2 separate regions of the Anser cygnoides genome follow, and region 1 is linked to region 2. Evidence: chromatin contacts called from public Hi-C data. All regions are on one chromosome and are shown on one strand. Each heading gives the region's core, a stretch centred on a gene start, on an enhancer-like site or on the middle of the called end of the contact. The rest is flanking DNA. Distances are from core to core; before and after follow the strand shown.

Region 1 (2,860 bases), core at 40-2,539, 85 kb after region 2:
CATTTCAAATCCCAGAATTATTTATGTAACATTTCTGAAAATGAAAATCTTTGAATTGCTCGCAAAAGCTCTAAAAGCACGCTGTGCAGGAGCTGCGATGACAGGAACTGCAATTCACGTGGGGTGAAAGCCAGCCTGGTTGGTCTGATTTTATATCGTAAAAGACAAGAGTATTGATCTTGTGTTTTCGTGGAGGGCGCTCTGAGTGTTTTATGCATGTCTTTCTCCCAGTTTCGTTCATCTTCTGTTTGTGGTGGTGATCTTTCCTGGGCCTCTTCATCTGCGAGGAACGTGCAGGTGGTGGTGGTGCCAGGTGTCACTTGGATGTCTACCTTCGTGTCGCAGCCACCTGAAACCTCTCGTGCGGTGCTTGGCAAATTGCTGGAGCCTCACTGATGGCTTCCCTCCTTGTTTCCTTTCAAGGACCTTCCTGAACAGATGAACCACATCTTGAGGTTGCTTAAGTCTTAGAAAAATATGTACATAAGTAATCTTCCATGCACAATACAAGTTTATGTTGTTTTATATTGAGAACATTACATAGGCTGAAATTCTCCGTGTCTTCTGGGTAATTTAGGACTGGCCAAAATAATCAGAAAGAGCCTTTTTAGTGCTCAGAATAATACATGGCTAGTTAGTGTAACTTGAGTCTGCTTGAGGAGCACCACCAGCCATGGCCGTGCTGGCTGGTTGGTCTGAGCTGGCAAACCTCGGGGCACGCTGGTGGCATGGTAAGGTCAAGGGATGTTTTCCTAAAATGTATTCCAGATGGGGTGGAATACATTTTGACCCCTCGATGGGGTCAAAAGCCCAAAGTTGTGACCTAAAATGAGCTCAGTGGACACACTGTTGATTTAGTTGTTGCAGAGAGGTGCTCACACAGAGCCAAGGACTTTGCTCCTCGTGCTGCCCTGCCAGCAGGGAGGCTGGGGGTGCACCAGGAGTTGGGAGGGGACACAGCCAGGACAGCGTTGGATCAGTTTAATAGTTGCTGGTCACATCTGGCTAAAATGGCAGCCTGCATTTTCCTAATATGAGCCAGAAAACCATGCCTCCAAGCAACAGCCTCTTTGTTTAAAACACACTTTGGCTTTTCTCAAAGAAAAAAATATCCCAGTGTTAGGTTTGTGTCTATTTACGGGTCAAGTTCATGGTGTACAAAGGGTGCAAAATATGTGGAGTTTGGTGTGTTCTGCCCCACACTGAGAACAACAGCTTTGTATGTTCTGGTACAAAGAGTCAACAGTTTGATTAGGAACAGATTAAAGTTTTAGACCAAGTGTCATTAGAAAATACTACAAAGTGGCAAGCAGGTTTCTCAAAGTACTCACTAATTTATTCCTGGTTTCATCCCCTAATGTCCAACAGGAACAGAAAGAACCCATCTAAGGCAAATACGAGTGAACAAACCTTTCAGCTGCCAGCTGGATTTGTAGCTCTGCTCCTCCGCAGCTCCGGGTCTTGTTATCACACACAGCACCTAAAACCTAGAAACACAAAGCCATAAACCGTAAATGGTCTACTGGGGAGGTCCACAAATCTGACATTTTAAAAGTGAAAATCCACCTTAAACAAGGCAGGAACAAGCAGAAAAACCTGAAAATACTGGAATGCACAGGGATGTGAGTGCAGGGGGGGCACAGGGGGCTGTAGGCACAGCAAGGCGGGATGCAAAAAGGCCGGTGAGAAGTGGAACGTATACATAAAGCACAGAAAACGATGAATTTACAGGGAGTTGGAGGCACAGAGGTTGCGTCACTGACAGCCCATCTTATCCCCTCATCTTATCCAAGCCCTTCAGTTATTTCCTAATAATCCATCTGATTAGAATTTTCAAAGACCAGCAATTACAGCCGTTTAAGTTTTAGCAGCAGCGTGTTTATATATTACAGAACGGCAGCAGCTGTGCACGAAGCAGATAAACATTTTAAAGCACGTCAGGAGGCAGACACTTTTCTCCCCCTGCTCAAGCTGGCTGAGGAGCTTTGGGCCCTGACGAGCACAGCTACCAGGAACCAGAGCGAGGGGGCTCCCGGGGAGCCTGAAGACACATACACTGTCCACCTGGAAAGCTGGTCGAAGGAGAGCATTTATTTTCTGGCAAATAATAGTGCTGGAATAGCTCTAATGCCAAAATGGTTTGCTGGTAAGACTGTTTTAGTTAAAATCCATAGGAATCTAATTTGGGAACAGAAACCATTAGAATAGTTCAGTTGGAAGGGACCTATGAAGTTCGTCGACACCAACTGCCCAACGACTTCAGGGCTAACCAAAAGTTAAAGCGTGTTACTGAGGGCATTATCCAAATGCCTCTTGAACGCTGACAGCCATGGGGCACCAACCACCTCCCTAGGGAGCCTGTTCCAGTGTTTGACTACCCTCACCGTAGCGAAATGTTTCCTAATGTCCAGCAAACTTGAGCAAATGCCTGAGCAAACCTGGAGCAGCTTTGTGCCGTTCCCATGTGTCCCTGTCACCGGTGACCAGGGAGCAGAGGCCAGTGCCTCCCTCTCCACTTCCCCTCCCCAGGAAGCTGCAGAGAGCACTGATGTCACCTCTTAGCCTCCTTTTCCCCAGACTGGACATCCCAATGTCCTCAGCCTCTCCTCACAGGACACGACTTCCAGCCTTGTTGCCTTTTTTCCCAAGCCCCCCATCAGAAATTTCCACAAAGATAAAATTTTGTCTGCTGGAGTCGTTTGATCAGCCAGCTATGTAGATAGCAGAGGCACGAGGCCAGTCTCTTGCTGTACACCCTTGTGTTAGCTCTACCTGTTGCTGCATTTCTTGCCTACGCCTTGGTGTGAAATCACTGCTTTGCTCAGAGAGATTAAAAAATTCTCTGTGATCTTGCCACTGT
Region 2 (3,259 bases), core at 187-2,686:
AGTGGTTCTACATGCTTGGGATATTTATAGGGAAAATAGCTACGAGCTGCTAATGCTCCATCACGGAAAGGACATGACAGCGCGGAAAGAAGACTTCTACATCAGTGACTTCTTTGGGGTTCGTGAAGAATTTAAAATTGTGAGCAATGACAATAATGGTAAAGGGACAATGGCAATCCAAAATTTAGCATGTTAGAAGTTCAAAGGTACTGGAGAACACTGATGACCGTGACTACACTTTCATAGGTTGGTTTTTGTTCAAACGTCCGTTTGAATTTTTTATGTTGACTTCATGTGAAAGATGCTGTACAAACTTAAGATCAAGGTACAAACCCCTCCATCACCCAACAGACAGACGTGTTCTTTTGAAAGAGAGAAATAGGAATTACAAAAAACAAAAAAACAAAAACCTCACAGAGGATGAATTACATTTCAATGCCTAGGATTAAGTGAATCATAAGCGAACCATATGCCCTATTAACACACACTTCTGTAACTCTACTGGAAGTCACCTGTCAAGGAATGTGATATGCTCAATGGTGTATTTGGTCTTTAAGTGGGTGTTTTTAAATGCAACTTCTAATAACAATCGTATTGTCTGGGTTTTGTTCTATTCACTAATGGCAGCACTGGCTAACAAGGGAAGGCCAGGTCTGGGGGTGAAAATCGCCTGGGTGGAAACACTTGCAGGGAAACGAGCTTCAGACAGCACCCAGCAAACAGCGGTAGCTTTAACAGGGACAGAGCGAGCCAGTACCAGGAATTTCAGTGAGGTTTTACAATGCAGGGCTACATTAATGTGAGCCGTCTGTCAGTGCCGAGGCACGCAGCCCCAGCCTCCAAGCAGCCTGAAGGCCGGTCATTTATACTCTTATTTTCCACATTCATTTTTTAATTACTGGGACTTCCGATATCTCTCAGCGGAGACCAAAAGGGCATTTCGGTTCAAGCCCGCTGCTTCTCCCGGTTTATAACCCCTCAGCTCCCTTTTGCCCAAAGGCAGGAGACGGACCCGAACGTGACCAGCTTTTTCCTTTCAGGACGGGAAGCGGTCGGGTATCCAACCAAGCCCCAAATATTTAATCCCGAACAGCCTCCGGTCGGCTTTCCCCGGGTTTTACAGCCGGTACCGGGGGCACGGCGGCTTCCCCCGGGGGATTTTCCCTCAGGGGACCACCCTCGGGCCGGCTCCATGCCCTCCGTCCCCAGATCTCCCCTCACAGCCTCCCCGGTCCCCTCAGCCCCGAGCCCGCCACCGCCCCTCAGCCCCTCAGCCCCGCTCCCCCCCCACCCACCTCCCAACCCCGCCTCCCGCCCTCAGAAGCCCAACCAATCGCGTCGCTCCCCGCCGGGGATGACCTCACTCTCTGCCTCCCCATTGGCTGGCTATATTAAGAAAGTCGCGAGCGCCTTTAAATAGCGGCGCCGGGCCGCGGCTTGCGGCAGTTGGCGGCGGGCAGCGGCGCGGGTCGGAGCTGCTTCCCGTGGCCGTACGCAGGCGGCGTCGGTGGCGTTTCCCCCGCCGGGAATTGAGCCCAGCCGGGTGGGACCGAGTGTCCGAGCGCGCCCCAGAGGCGGGGGGTTGAGGAGGGCCTGCCTGCCTGCCCGCGCGGGCCCGGCTCGCCACGGTGTCCTGTGAGAAGCGAGAGGAAGCGGGAGGCGGCCGCGGGCAGGAGGGCGCTGCCATCGTCCTGCTGCAGGGCAAGGCCAGCTTGGCGAGCTTGGCCATGGCCGCCATCCGCAAGAAGCTGGTGGTGGTGGGGGACGGCGCCTGCGGCAAGACCTGCCTGCTCATCGTCTTCAGCAAGGACGAGTTCCCCGAGGTCTACGTGCCCACCGTCTTCGAGAACTACGTGGCCGACATCGAGGTGGACGGCAAGCAGGTGGAGCTGGCCCTGTGGGACACGGCCGGCCAGGAGGACTATGACCGCCTGCGCCCCCTCTCCTACCCGGACACTGACGTGATCCTCATGTGCTTCTCCGTGGACAGCCCGGACTCGCTGGAGAACATCCCGGAGAAGTGGGTGCCCGAGGTCAAGCACTTCTGCCCCAACGTCCCCATCATCCTGGTGGCCAACAAGAAAGACCTGCGCAACGACGAGCACGTGCGCAACGAGCTGGCCCGCATGAAGCAGGAGCCGGTGCGCACCGAGGACGGCCGCGCCATGGCCATTCGCATCCAGGCCTACGACTACCTGGAGTGCTCGGCCAAGACCAAGGAGGGCGTCCGGGAGGTCTTCGAGACCGCCACCCGGGCGGCCTTGCAGAAGCGCTACGGCACCCAGAACGGCTGCATCAACTGCTGCAAAGTGCTATAGGGAGCGGCTGGAGCACGGCGCTGGGCACAGCGCCTGGGTCACCTGTTGGTGGGTGGAGAGGAGCTGGGTTACGCACGCACACAGCATCTGCCTGTTCCCTCTGCTGGGGGCTGGCGATGAACGGGGGTGGGGGTTAAGGGAGGGGGCACGCTCCCTTAGCCTTGGCCAAAAAGGGTTGTGCTGGCTCAGCCGTGGGAACAGAGGGAGGGGGGGGTTGCATGCCCAGAGTCTTGGGAATCGGTTGGAGAGAAGCCTTCTCCTTCGCTGGCCCCTGCGAGTTAATCGCTGACTCTCAATGACAAACAGCTGCTGGGACTGGACTGAGCAGACACTGCGCCTGGCTCTTCCCCTTTGCCCACCACCTGCTGCTCCCGGCTCCCAGACAGCCTCCTCTGTTCCGCAAGAGGAGAGCGGCGGAGCTGAGATGCTCCAAGGGACTGGTGCCTCCTGCGTGCATGTGCCTCCCCTGAGGCGGGCTGGGGAAGGGCTGCATCCCTCGGGCTGCCTGCGGCGTCCTCGCCTCTCCGGCGGGTGTTCTGACCTGCTGTGGAAGTTAGTGCCCCGAGGACCGGGGAGGGCCATCCCGAGCTAAGCCTGTATATATCTTACGTTTTTTTCCTGTCTTGTGCAAAACTGGGGTAGTGCAGGGGGTGCTTATTTAAAGTGAGGTGGGGAGGGGGTGCCCAGCTGGGACTTGTGTTGTGCAAAGGAACTTGCCGGAGGCGAGCTGGTGCCTGCTGGCGGCACGAGCCTCCAACTGTCTCCAGCTGTGGGCTGGAAAGTGAAGCTGGACTGCTCCGTCCTCCTTGCTGGACATCCTGCTCTTGATGGACAAGGCAGGATGAGCAAGGGGAGAGGGTGATATTGCCATATTATGATCTTGGTGCCTGCTCCTTCATTTAATGTTGTCCTCTGCAGATACGTTGATTGGGATTTATTTA

What was found. A called contact is a pair of places that touch in the nucleus more often than the background predicts.
Region 1: a Hi-C map of fetal liver shows a contact between it and region 2, with 1.8 times the contacts expected there. The contact joins the enhancer-like site here to the promoter of LOC106044676 in region 2. A contact is called at or near these places in 4 of 7 Hi-C or Micro-C datasets (fetal liver and liver).

What each region holds. Positions count from the first base shown.
Region 1 is chr3:112,932,147-112,935,006 of Taihu_goose_T2T_genome, forward strand. No RefSeq gene overlaps it. Among named protein-coding and RNA genes, the nearest start is that of PUM2, 130 kb to the left of the region's middle. Within about 2 kb of position 1,290, at least 2 of the 3 cell types and tissues checked have open chromatin away from gene starts, as enhancers often do. A contact at or near this core is called in fetal liver and liver, where this site is marked.
Region 2 is chr3:112,847,092-112,850,350 of Taihu_goose_T2T_genome, forward strand. LOC106044676 (rho-related GTP-binding protein RhoB) reads left to right here and starts at 1,437. Exons shown (of 1, transcript XM_013194846.3): 1 at 1,437-3,259. The coding sequence starts at 1,728. The coding sequence ends at 2,318.